Linked DNA regions of Mus musculus: region 2 is linked to region 1. The links are chromatin contacts, called in public Hi-C maps. All regions are on one chromosome and are shown on one strand. The core of a region is the stretch at or near the end of the contact, and the rest is flanking DNA. Distances in the headings are between cores, read along the strand shown.

The links. Hi-C and Micro-C count contacts between places; a contact is called where the count stands out from the background.
Region 2: a contact with region 1 is called in a Hi-C map of cerebellum, with 1.6 times the contacts expected there. The contact joins the promoter of Adra2c here to the promoter of Msantd1 in region 1. A contact is called at or near these places in 2 of 39 promoter capture datasets (embryonic stem cells and hippocampal neurons) and 2 of 484 Hi-C or Micro-C datasets (B cells and cerebellum).

Annotation. Positions count from the first base shown.
Region 1 is chr5:34,914,059-34,920,219 of GRCm38.p6, forward strand. Msantd1 (Myb/SANT-like DNA-binding domain containing 1) reads left to right here and starts at 1,857. Exons shown (of 3, transcript NM_207277.1): 1 at 1,857-3,857. The coding sequence starts at 3,538.
Region 2 is chr5:35,275,509-35,281,790 of GRCm38.p6, forward strand. It overlaps Adra2c (adrenergic receptor, alpha 2c), which reads left to right and starts at 3,058. Exons shown (of 1, transcript NM_007418.3): 1 at 3,058-6,255. The coding sequence starts at 4,378. The coding sequence ends at 5,754.

The DNA of each region.
Region 1 (6,161 bases), core at 607-3,106:
TATATCCAGGCTTCCTAGGATGTGAGCCTCACCTCCATACAAGGTGGCAAAGCTCAGCCAAATCAAGAAGACCTACTTGGGTAGCCCAGGGAAGGCTCATGAGCAGAGGTGGACCCAGGTACTTGAGAATCACTGAGACCTTCCTGGGATCCACACACATCCTTAGCCCTGAAAGCCTGAGTCTCATCTTCCTCCATGTTGTGGTCCTGAAAGAGATGCCTGCTTCACTTCAAGCTCAGGGTGGACATTTGGGACATAGCTGGGGTGGGAAGAGCTGGCCACAAAGGCAGAGTGTCAAAGGTTAAGAGTCTGGACTCCTTATTGACGTGTGATAGCAACGTCTAACGTGCAAGCTAAACTACCTAGCTGCCCAGGCCTCTATCCCAGGCTAGGTTGTAAGGCCCCAGGAATTGCTGTGACAATCCAATTCTAAGGTAGGTCATAATCCCTCTCACTACCCACCACAGAGATAAGCTGTGCCTCACTAACCACCCAGAGCAGTTCAAACGCCTTAGTGCTCCAAAGCTTCCTAGACCCATGTCCTACTACCTTAGTCAAGGCTGTACTTAGCCACTGTCACATGTACACACATTTCATACACTTCCAGGCCTTTGTCAAGTCTTCAACCCCTAAATTTCTCCCACCAGTACAGGCTCAGTTCTCTCAAAAGTTACCTGGCATCCCACTAAAACTGGTCATTTTCTACTCTGGCTTCTATCAATATAGGCTGAGCTTGGCTGCTATCACCCTAGTCAGGCCTGGTTTCTTGCATCCTGAACAGGTTCCATAAATACAAGTTTCAGATTTGCCCCACACTCATTATGTAGAGGGGAAACCAAACCCAGGGAGCCTAAGTAGGTTTCGCCAGCTCACAACAGAACCAGTCTTGACCCCATTCAGAGTGCCTGGCCTCTCTTAAGAGATACTTTCTAAAGCTGACCTGCCCCCTTTCCCTTCAGGTTCTACTGGGGACCTAGTCCTCAGCCTCCTGCCTTCTCATCCTGTGACAACTGAGGGTCCTAGCAGGCCATGCAGCTGTGTCAAGGTATGGAACTCTACCCTGAATAGAAATAGGAAATGTCCCACCCTAGGTAGGGGCAGCTGAGGCTTGGACAAACACCTGTTCATTCTTGTCCATGGAAGCCAGGCAAGGACTCTGCTCTAGGAGGTGCCTCCACAAAGGCCACTTTGTACCTGGGACTGCTGATGCCCACATGCCTGAGAAGAGGAGGTGGGAGCCCATCTTACCCCCATCTAGGTGTCAACCAAAGTGTTATGTTGGTATGGAGTAGCTCCTGCCAGGCTGGCTCTGGTGCCTTCTATATCCTGGAACTTGGGCAAGCAGCTGTTATAGATCTTTCCTCTTCAGCCATCTAACTATAGGACCTTGAGTAATGGCAGTGATATCCATTAGCCAACAGATAGCCACTGGTCTGGCTTTGAACACTCCAGACACTCTAAGGAAATTTGTAGAAAGGACTAAGAGATGGCGGATGAGGACCTAGGATCTCCCCATATCCCTTAGGCCAACATTTTGCTAAGTCATTTATAGTCATTTAGCCGGCTCTTGTTATTTTAGAGATGAGGACACTGAGGCTGGAATCCATTGCTAAGGTCACACAGAGCTAGGTTTAAAAGCTAGCAGCTTGAAGCTAAGCATAGTGACAATACACTTTTAATTCCAGTACTCGGGAGGCAGAGACAGGGCCAGCCTAGTATATACATACTGAGTTTTTAGGCCCCAGGTTGTGCTTGTCTTGTCTTTCCTTGTTAGCTGGAGATGCTGTCTGTGGAGGCAGTAGGGCAGGTTCCTAGTTCCTTGCTCCTCAAGGATCAATCTTCTGAGCCTAAAGAACAGGGGGTCCTTCCTGGAGGAAGGAGGTAATTTCTAGGCACTGAGCTCTGAGAACCAGACCCAGGTTCCATGCTCAGCACTAGGGGGCAGCAATGAACCAGCAGGCCAGTAGTATGCCTGGCATGCTCAGTATCTATCTGACTTTGGCAGGAAGAGGAGTTTTTGCAGACCTTCTGGGTACTCTTTTAGGAGAAATGGAACAATCGTGGGTATCTGTCTGCTAGCTCAGCAGTAGGAAGTCCCAAAATGACTCCCAAGGTTCAGAGAGGAAGCCTGACATTCACCTGAACCTATGAAATGACAGCAAGACCTCCAGGGGCAACCCTCTGCCTCCTTTTCATTTCTAATTTTGGATTGAAACTCAGGTCACTCCCCCTACCCAGTAAGTTACTGACTATGCTCCTTACAGTGGACACAGGAAGCCCAGAGACATTGCTTTCTCCAGTCTAAGTTCTTCCTATCTTTGATCAGGCAGGGGGAAAGCCAACAAAGACCACTGTTGTTCTGCTGACCAGAGAGTTTTAACTAGTTGTTTGGAGACCAGGCATGACTACCAATAGAGTACTGGGCCCAGAGAGTCTAGGATCAGACTAGACTGTGTGTCCACAACAGCCAGCCTAGCATGAGGGTCTTAGGTCCATGTAGTCTCATTTGTGACTTGCCTTCCAGATGTTAGCTATTGATGCCCTGTGGTAACTTTCCCCTCTGCGGATTCCACATTCTACATTCTTGCTCTGCTGCCTCCTCAGCCTGAGGTCCCTGCCTAGCCCTGTGGGCATATTAACCCTTCCTCTTGATGTTTTGCCTGTCCCCACCCCAACACTGCTGTGTCTCTTGAGGACTAGCCCTGCTCAGGACATTGAAGTTACCCTCTGACTGCAGCCACTTTTCCTCAGCTGAGGGGCCTCCTCAGCTCAGCTCGGTTTGCCCCTTCCGTCAGGGCTGTGCTTATGCTTCTCCCCATGTTGAAGGTCAACATCTGTGTCCTTCAGGCCGGCATGGCTAGGCAAGGTCTAGCTCTGACTTGCCTGGCTTCCCAGCACCCACACAACCTGACACCCAGGGGGTTGCATTAGTTAAACAAGAGAAGCAGAGTCAATGGGGAGAAGGCTGGGCCCTATGAGGACCGGCTTCAGTAAAGCTTGGCAGGCCTCTGAGAAGAGGGTGACCTCTCAGCAAGGACCTCACCACACGAACAGCCATCAAGGCAGTATCAGGGCCTCCACCTCCTTTGTAACCCTGCACCTTATGTCTCAGCATACTACTTGCCCATCTTGGGCCTCCCTGGACTCTAACCTATATAAATCAGGTGGGGCTGAGGTAGGGACTACTGCCTAGATGCCCATGTAGGAGCCTGTCAGGCACAGTGAAAGCAAGTCTCTTCTGGGGCCTAGAGGGCCAGCAGGGTGGGAGGAGGGCTGGGAGCCACAGTGGGCTTGGGTACAGCCTCTCACTGCAATATTGATGGCCCGTTAGTGCGGCCCTGATTCCTGTGCTTTCAGTTAAAAGGTTTCTGTTGTTGTAGCTTATGCAGTTGCTCTGTTGCTATGGAAACATGACATCAAAATGACGTTTCCCGTTTAAAAGCTTTTAACTAAATTCCTGCCTGTCAGATGTAGGCCCCATTTTGAGCGTGGAGCTGCCTCGAGCAAGCGAGTGAACAAGCGCACTGCCTCTCGCCCATGGTGCGCTGGCCAGGCCTGAGGCCCTGCCTGAGTGCCATCCTTAACCCTGCAGGTGCCTCCAACATGGCAGCAGCCGAAGTGCCTGGCTACCTTGTGTCTCCTCAGACGGAGAAGCATCGGAGGGCCCGCAACTGGACAGATGCAGAGATGCGCGGCCTCATGCTGGTCTGGGAGGAGTTCTTTGATGAGCTCAAGCAGACCAAGCGCAATGCCAAGGTGTACGAGAAGATGGCCAGCAAGCTCTTTGAGATGACTGGGGAGCGACGGCTAGGCGAGGAGATCAAGATCAAAATCACCAACATGACCTTCCAGTACAGGTGAGCACGTGGGACGGTCTCGAGAGGGTCCGGGCAAGGTTGCTCCACTCTTCGGCACTCTGTGCTCTGAGGCAGGGCGGGTGTGTGTCGTCTGGGCTAGTTGTCAGAACTCCACTTGGCAAGATTGCCTTCCAAAACCGTTTGTGTAGCCTACCATTGGGAAGATGGGGAAACTGAGGCCCACAAGCAAAAGAACTGATCATTAACTCTCAAGTGGCAAGGCTGAGAGCATCCTCAGATAGACTTTGTGGGACTAGGGCTGGAGCAGCATCGTTGTGAGGATGGTTCTAAGGCTGACATTAGACCTGCCTCCTACCTGCCGTGACGCCCCAGCAGTAGACAAATAGATCAGATCTTATGACCCTGCTTCCTCAACTGGGACTACAGGGCACCAATTAGGCTTGGTTCTGCCTGTCCCACCTACCACAAGTACCCAAGTTGGGCAGGGTATGGGGTTCCTGTTTCATGTATGGAAACTGAAGCTAGAGTGAAAAGGAGGTTTGACTCCCAGGCCTGGCTCACCCCGATACCCTGAGACTACGAGAACTAGGTGAGCCCAGCCCAGGGCCAGCTTCAGGGTTGGTAAGATAGGATTTTAGGGGGCTCTCCAGGCAGCACACAACTCTAGGCTGGGGTCTCCCCATCTGTGTATCTGACTTTGCTGCCTCTCAGTTTGACTGTCCTAGCTTGCAGCCAAAGGAGAGCCTGGGGGAACTGATACACAGTTCACAGCCTGGAGCATCCCTGGCATTCAGGATGGAGTAGCTGTGGTGGGTCTGACCTCTCTGTAGAGTCGAGTGCAGGGCAGGGATCATGGATGGGCTAGAGATTGTGGACTTTGGAGGCACAAAAAAGTAGAGAGGGTAAGATGAAGGTCAAAACATAAAGTGAAGGTTGTGTGCACGAGGCCCTTATGAGGGGCATGTCACAGGAGAAGTTGAAGAGTATCAAGGTCAGACAGTAAAGAGTACTTCCCCAAAAGGCAGACTAGACAGTCTGGGCCTGGGGCTGCCTAAGATCGCATTCAGATCCCATGATAGGAGGTGCTATCTGGGGCTCACAGATGTACTAGTAGTTCATCTGGTGAGTTGGGAAGATAGGGAGGCTGGTTCAGACCTTGCTCTGCAGGCATATCTGTAAGGTCCCCAGCCAGAATCCATGGAAGAAAAGAGCTCTCATGCCCTCATCAGTAAAGAGATGCCCCAAGAAAGGGAGGGGAACCCCTGCCTGGCCCATGAATCCTGTGCCCCTGGGAGATAAGGCCCGACAAGACCTTGGACAGACTGTGAGACCCTAAAACTCCATCTCTAACTACTGATTTGACTTATAAGGGCCATGGAAGAAGAGAGAGGGCCTCAAACCTGTCTTGTCCATGGCTCATTTCTGACCCCCAGTGCTGGTCCACAGCTGAGCCTGAAAGCAGAAACCCGCGGCTCTAGCAGTTGCTTAGGCTTGCTGGCATCAGAGTCATTTATTGTAACTGGTGTTACATGGAAGCCTCTGTCTGATGAGGAGAGAGTTGAGACCAAGTCTGTTGCCTGCAGGAACAGACATGAACACATGAAGATAGCACCGATGGCAAAGGCTTGCCTGGCTTTCTCACGCCCCATCATCCTGTCCCAGTGCTGGAGGAAGAAGGGATTTCTGGGGGAGATGAGGCACCGCTGGTTGTTTTCCTTAGCTTCCCTTTGTCTAACTGTATTATTCATTATTTATCTTGAAAGCCTCCCTCAGAGTCCTAGGGGAGGGATTCTGTCTCCATTCCTAGAGGTGGTTGTGAGCCAGGAGATGAGAGTACATGGAAAGATCAGCCACTGCAGTCTAGGGGTAGGAGTCATGGCACTTCACAACTTACAAAGCACATGCAGACCATGGCTTCTCATAGCTGATCAGTTCTTTATCTGCCCATTCCTGACTTCACAGCAGTCTTTTCTTTTCTATAAGAGCTGTTTATATATTAAGGTTCTGACTTAAAGGAAATATGACCAGGTAGCTAGGTCCCATGGACCATGATTTGTTGGAATACAACATGAGGCCCCCACACTGGAGACAAGACAGTCCTCATTTCTCCAAGGAGTTGGCCAGCTTAAGTGAAGCAGAGAATGCAGGGGCAGGGGTTCTCTGGAGAGGAGGAGCCAGTATAGAAGGCTGAAATGGCACTAATGGTGGTAAACTTCACCTTCCCTGTGTCCCCAGGTAGCTTGATGGTGCCTGCTATTCATTCAGAGCAGTCTGCTCTGTTCTGTGTGACCTGCCTCTGCTTTCTGATGCAGTCATGCTATGTGGTGGAGCCCTCTAGGCCCT
Region 2 (6,282 bases), core at 1,808-4,307, 360 kb after region 1:
ACGCTGTGTTGCCAAATCGATGATCAATATGCAATGGATTCAGTCTGCAGGCTGGGGCGCCAAGAGCCAGCCCGGCTGCCGGATCCTTGCCACGTTCTGACAAGACAGATCAGTCTTTGGAATTCTTCAGGGAGGGGCAGAGAGGGAAACAAGCCTTGGTTTTCCCTTGGCTCATCTTTAAAAATGAGATCGCACATAAACATAGGGAAAAATCCTCAGCTCCATTTCAAATAAAAAGGGCATCCTCTTAGACTTGAGACAAGAAATCCAGCTCTATTTCCCTGACCCTGTCACCAGCTAGAGCTAAGTAAAATGGAAGAGCTCTGTGAGCCTGGCTCTCCTCAGCAGCTCCAGGCACCAGCCAAAGGCAAAGCTGGGCAGGCCAGATGCGACACTCCCTCAGGGAGAGGGAGAATGGAAGAGCCAGCACGGATATTAGAGACAGTGGTGCAATGTGTTCATTTCACAGACAGGAAAACTGAGGCCTGAGAATGAGGAGGGTCACTCAGCTGCCAAGAAGCAAGGAAGGACATGATCAGGAGCTTAAATTCACACTTGATGGCTCTGCTCACTTCTGAATCAAGATGTGAGTGGTTGCACAAACAACATATGTGTGTGGACATTTATGCTTATATGTGCATATATGCTTGCCTTGTGTGTGACTATGTGCAAACTCATGTGGGTGTACATGCACATATGTGTATACATGCATGCCTTTGACTGGAATCTTCCAGGTGCAGATACACATACGCATGTGTTTGGGTATATACACAGCTACACTGGAAAGTATCTGAAGGGATGAATGTACATACGTGGCATGCACATGCAAGTGGTGTGTAAGTGGTATATAATCATACATATATGTATGAACAGGTGCACATGTATACACACATGTGAATGTAAGTGCATCTTCATGAACATCCGTGTGTTCAGGCAATGGGTCTGTGTGTGCACACTTGAATAAGCATATCCATGTGCATGAGCCCATGAGGGAGTGAGGTGCATGTGTTCACGCATACCTGTGAGTACACCAGGGTGATTCAAGGAGCCCAGCTCCCGTCAGCCCATGTCACGGCTGCTTTGCAGCATGCGCACTGCTCCCAGGATTCACACAGACATGCAACCAGATCCTGTGGTAGAGGCCTGGCAGGGAATTGAGAGCCTAGGACCCAACATCCAGGCACTATGCAACCCTGGCTGGACCAACCCCGCACTTCTAGGCACCAGTATACCCACCACTCTGAATACCCAGGCTGCTTCACTTCACATGGATTTCCTTCTGAAATATACCAGGACCTTCCCAGAATGCCCTCACATAGTAGGTACAAACACCCAGTGTGGCCTGCCACCAACTACTCTTGAACACACAGTCTGTAGGGGCACACATTGTTTCCTGCCACAGAACAACCAGAAGCAGACTGTTGGGGCTAATTGGCTATCTCTGGGCAAAGAGGCTAGTTCAGCCTCTTCGTAAGTTCCTGCCACCCCAGGGGGTCTCACCAGCTGCCCTCAAATGAGCAGACTCTTTAACTCTCACTTCTGGCTGCTGACTCCAGAGTGGCTTCCTCTCAGTTATGCCGGGAGGTATGGTCAGCATCCCTACAGCATGTAGCCATCATCCCCAAGAGCCTAGGTCACTCAGTAGCGAGCCCTGCAGATGCCCTTGCAGGCTTCCCTTGCAGGGCTCCCAGGGCATCCCTTTGCCTAGGCAGGCATCACTTGGAAACGTGAGGCTGTGTGCAGTCAGGGCTTGGGCTAGACTACCTGTTGTCCCCTCAGCTTCTCATATGACAGCATCTCTGACTCAGGCAGGTCCACAATGCTGCCTGCAAGGGGAGAAGCCATCTCTCCAACAGTACCCGACCAGTGCCCACTTGCCCTTCCCCTCATCGTCCTCAGGCTCCCACATCCTCAGAACTAAACCAGCCTCTTCGGGGGGCACTCTCACCAAAGAAGCATCCCATCTGAAGGAGTACCCACATTCCTAAAGAGCACTCTGTCTTAGGGACCATCCACACACTGGGGACTACCTCAGTCCCTAGGGAGCATGGTCCACAAAGCTTTTTCCTAATAACTCCTCCATATCCAAAGGTGATACATGCTGTCACCTCCTCCTTTGCTTCTAGGCTGGGTTGGGGGTAGGGATGGGGGGTGGGGAAGTTCCAGGGCTTTGATGGCACTCAGTGTGGGGGTGAATATCCAGACACAAACACCATAAGGCCAGACCTCCTCTTCCTCCAATATACTGATGTTGGAGTCATCTGGGGGCTTCTATACAAACCAACTGAAGTTGTTTTGATCAGTGGCCCTTGTTGGGGCCTCTGGGTAAGAAGGACTTGTTAAAAAACCTTGGCGGTTCTTCCTCATAGTTCACATTCTCAGGTGACAGCACATGGCACTTTGCAAGCCCTGAGTTAGAAAGTGCCCAGGACAGGCATCAAGAAGTGTGTCCTGCACGGGCACAGTACTCAAGACAGGCCCATGGTCTGAAATGTTTGTCGTCTGCCTAATCCTAGTTGGACACCCCTGCCCTGAGGGTAGGTCCTGTGGGTCCTCTAGGGCTGCAGTGCCCACAAGGAGGTTGCACTATCCTCAAGGACTGCAGGGAGAAGCAGCCACCAGAGCAGGGACAAGTCCAGATGCCACAGGTCATGGCTCCAAGGTCCTCAGAATGACTTTCTGATGAGGCCTTCTGCCAGTGGATTGCCAACTCCCCTCCCTTTCCGGTCTATCTGACCTGTGTAATGAGGTCCTGGCCAGCCTTGGTGGAGAGAATGGTACTCCTTTAGTTCTAGCAGGGAAACGCTAGGTCTGGAAAGTCCAATTTATTCTCTTGGCCACATCCTCCCTGCAGACCTGGGGCTGCCTGGAGGCAGAGACCAGTGCCTCAACTCAACTCAGGCCACACGTGACAGAACCTCTGTGAAACTGACACGAGATCTCCCCAACATTTGATTTGCTCGCCCTCTCTTAAACCTACTCCCACAAAATCACGCTGCATGGGGCAGGTCAGTTTTGAGTTTGTCAAAAGCGCAGGTCTGGAGCGTCCCCTCCAGCTGTGAAAAGCGGGATCACACAGCATTAAGATTCAACTTCAACAATTGCCAACATGGGTATAGAGCTTGGGAGCTTGATCTGGGCCTCGACTGACACCGTGGTTATGATTCACGATCCCGCAGCGCTGAGAGGTACTCAGAGGAGGGAACTGAGGCTGACTGAGGAGGTGGCTCTGCAGGGGAGCAGGGACCCTAAGCTCCAAAGGAATGATGCGCACCAGCAGTGTCTCTGCCATGCTGCTACAAGCGCACTCTCCAATCAGGCCGCGGACCCCGAGCCAGCCCCTTACGAGCCGGTGTGCGCGCCCGCGCGCGCTCCGTCGCCTGTAACCGAGTGAGGTGGAGACTACGATCTTAGAAAGAGCAGGCTTCTAGAACTCACCGCTCAGGCCAGCCCGCGCTCAGCCGGGCCCCGCAGGCTGCAGTTGGCCCTGGAGGGGGCGCCCTCGCCGAGTGCGCGCCCTGCGCCGCCGCCTAGGGCTCCTCCCCGGCGCCGCCGGCAGGTTCGCCCAGGCGGCCGCGGGCTCCGGCTCCCGGCCCGCTCCCCCCGGGCCCGCGGCTCGGGCCTGCGGGGCGCCCCGCCCCGCCCCGCTGCGCCCTCCCCGCTGCGCTACTGGACTCAAGTTGGAAGCCGAGCCCGGGCGACAGCACTTGCGCCAAGCGCTCCGCGGCGGCGGAGACGCTGCACCGGCGAGCGGGGAGGGCGAGGCGGCGCCCGCACGGCCGAACGCGGACCTTGGGGGGCGCCCGCACTCGGGAGCAGCAGGAGGACCGCGGGTGTCGGCGCCCAGCCCCGCAAAGTAAAGTTGCAGGGACCCGGAAGAACGGCAACCTGCGCCCCGGCTCGCTTAGCCCCAGCCAGCCCGTTGGGAAGCAGAGTGTCCGGGCCGCCGCCTGCAGCCTGCAGCCCAGTCGGGCACCCGGACCGTGGAGCCGCTTGCGTGCACCAGCTTGGACACCGCATCTCCGTGGGCTGGCGGCCGGGACGCTCCCACTGAACCCAGGCCGAGGGCGGGGCCGCTCGAGGACCCGGGACCTACCCCCATTCCCCCCCACCGCCGCGTCGCCGCGCTCTCTGGGCACCTCCAGCTCTGCACTTACGCGCGCGGCAGCTGCGGGGAGCCCGGCAGCCACGCTCTCCGGCGCGCCGCCCGCCCGCCGGGCCACCACGGCCGAGAGCCGGCTGCGGGGCTTCGTGGCCCCCAGCCGGCGCGCCGGAGGAGCAGGCGGCGATGCGGACGCCGACCCTGGCTGTGGGGCGCCCGAGCTGCCGAGGCTGCGCCCGGGCTCCTGGCAGGACCGCGTAGCTCTCGGGAGGACCATGGCGTCCCCAGCGCTGGCCGCGGCGCTGGCGGCGGCGGCGGCTGAGGGCCCCAACGGGAGCGACGCGGGCGAATGGGGTAGCGGCGGGGGTGCCAACGCCTCGGGGACCGACTGGGTGCCACCGCCGGGCCAGTACTCCGCAGGTGCTGTGGCGGGGTTGGCAGCTGTGGTGGGTTTCCTCATCGTTTTCACCGTGGTAGGCAATGTGCTCGTGGTGATCGCTGTGTTGACCAGCCGAGCACTGCGCGCCCCGCAGAACCTCTTCCTGGTGTCTCTGGCCTCAGCTGACATCCTGGTGGCCACACTGGTCATGCCCTTTTCTCTGGCCAATGAGCTCATGGCCTACTGGTACTTCGGGCAAGTGTGGTGTGGTGTATACCTGGCACTGGACGTGCTCTTCTGCACCTCGTCCATCGTGCACCTGTGTGCCATTAGTCTGGACCGCTACTGGTCGGTGACGCAAGCGGTAGAGTACAACCTGAAGCGCACGCCGCGCCGTGTCAAGGCCACCATCGTGGCCGTGTGGCTCATCTCCGCTGTCATCTCCTTCCCGCCTCTCGTCTCGTTCTACCGCCGGCCCGACGGCGCCGCCTATCCGCAGTGCGGCCTCAACGATGAGACCTGGTACATCTTGTCCTCCTGCATAGGCTCCTTCTTCGCGCCCTGCCTCATCATGGGCCTGGTCTATGCGCGCATCTACCGCGTGGCCAAGCTGCGCACGCGTACGCTCAGCGAGAAACGCGGCCCCGCCGGCCCCGACGGCGCGTCCCCGACCACAGAGAATGGGCTGGGCAAGGCAGCGGGGGAGAACGGGCATTGCGCGCCCCCGCGCACTGAAGTGGAGCCGGATGAGAGCAGTGCGGCCGAGAGGCGGAGGCGCCGGGGCGCGCTGCGCAGAGGAGGACGGCGGCGAGAGGGTGCTGAGGGGGACACGGGCAGTGCGGACGGACCGGGACCGGGACTGGCAGCCGAGCAGGGTGCTCGGACGGCGTCTCGGTCCCCAGGCCCCGGAGGGCGCCTGTCGCGGGCCAGCTCGCGCTCCGTCGAGTTCTTCCTGTCGCGTCGGCGCCGGGCGCGCAGCAGTGTGTGCCGCCGCAAGGTGGCCCAGGCACGCGAGAAGCGCTTCACCTTCGTGTTGGCGGTGGTCATGGGCGTGTTCGTACTGTGCTGGTTCCCCTTCTTCTTCAGCTACAGCCTGTATGGCATCTGCCGTGAGGCCTGCCAGTTGCCAGAACCGCTCTTTAAGTTTTTCTTCTGGATCGGCTACTGCAACAGTTCGCTCAACCCGGTCATCTACACTGTCTTCAATCAGGACTTCAGGCGCTCTTTCAAGCATATCCTCTTTCGAAGGAGGAGAAGGGGCTTCAGGCAATGACCCTCTGGCCTCCTGGACCTGGACCCACTGACGTCCTGGACAGCTCTGAACTCGGGTAGACAGAGAGACCAACAGTGTGGTCTCTCCAGAGTCCCAGGGTGGACTTCAGGGCACAGTGTGGGATGTGGCAGACAGGAGCTGGGCGAGAGACAACTGGGCCTTGGGGAGTGGGGAGGAGAAAGGGAGACCTTTGCCTTCCCATCTCAGCGAGGGGCTGTAGCTAGGTTGTGGATCCAGTTCCTGAGAAGGCTTCTGTGGAGTGTGGCTGTGAACTTAGGGCTTTAGAGCTCAGACAACTAAACCACACCAAGAAAGGAGCACACCACCCCCTTCTCGGTCTTCCCTGTGAGCAAGGGCTGACTTCCTATGACCTGAAAAAGGCATCTGTCTGGGGGAGGAGAGATAGCACAGGCAATCTCTGGTTACTGAGATTGTTTGCCAAATACAATGACAGCCAAAACAACCAAACCATTTTTTTTTAAATAAACCTTTGTAATCTAAGTGTCAGGTGCATTGGTCAGTTCTTAA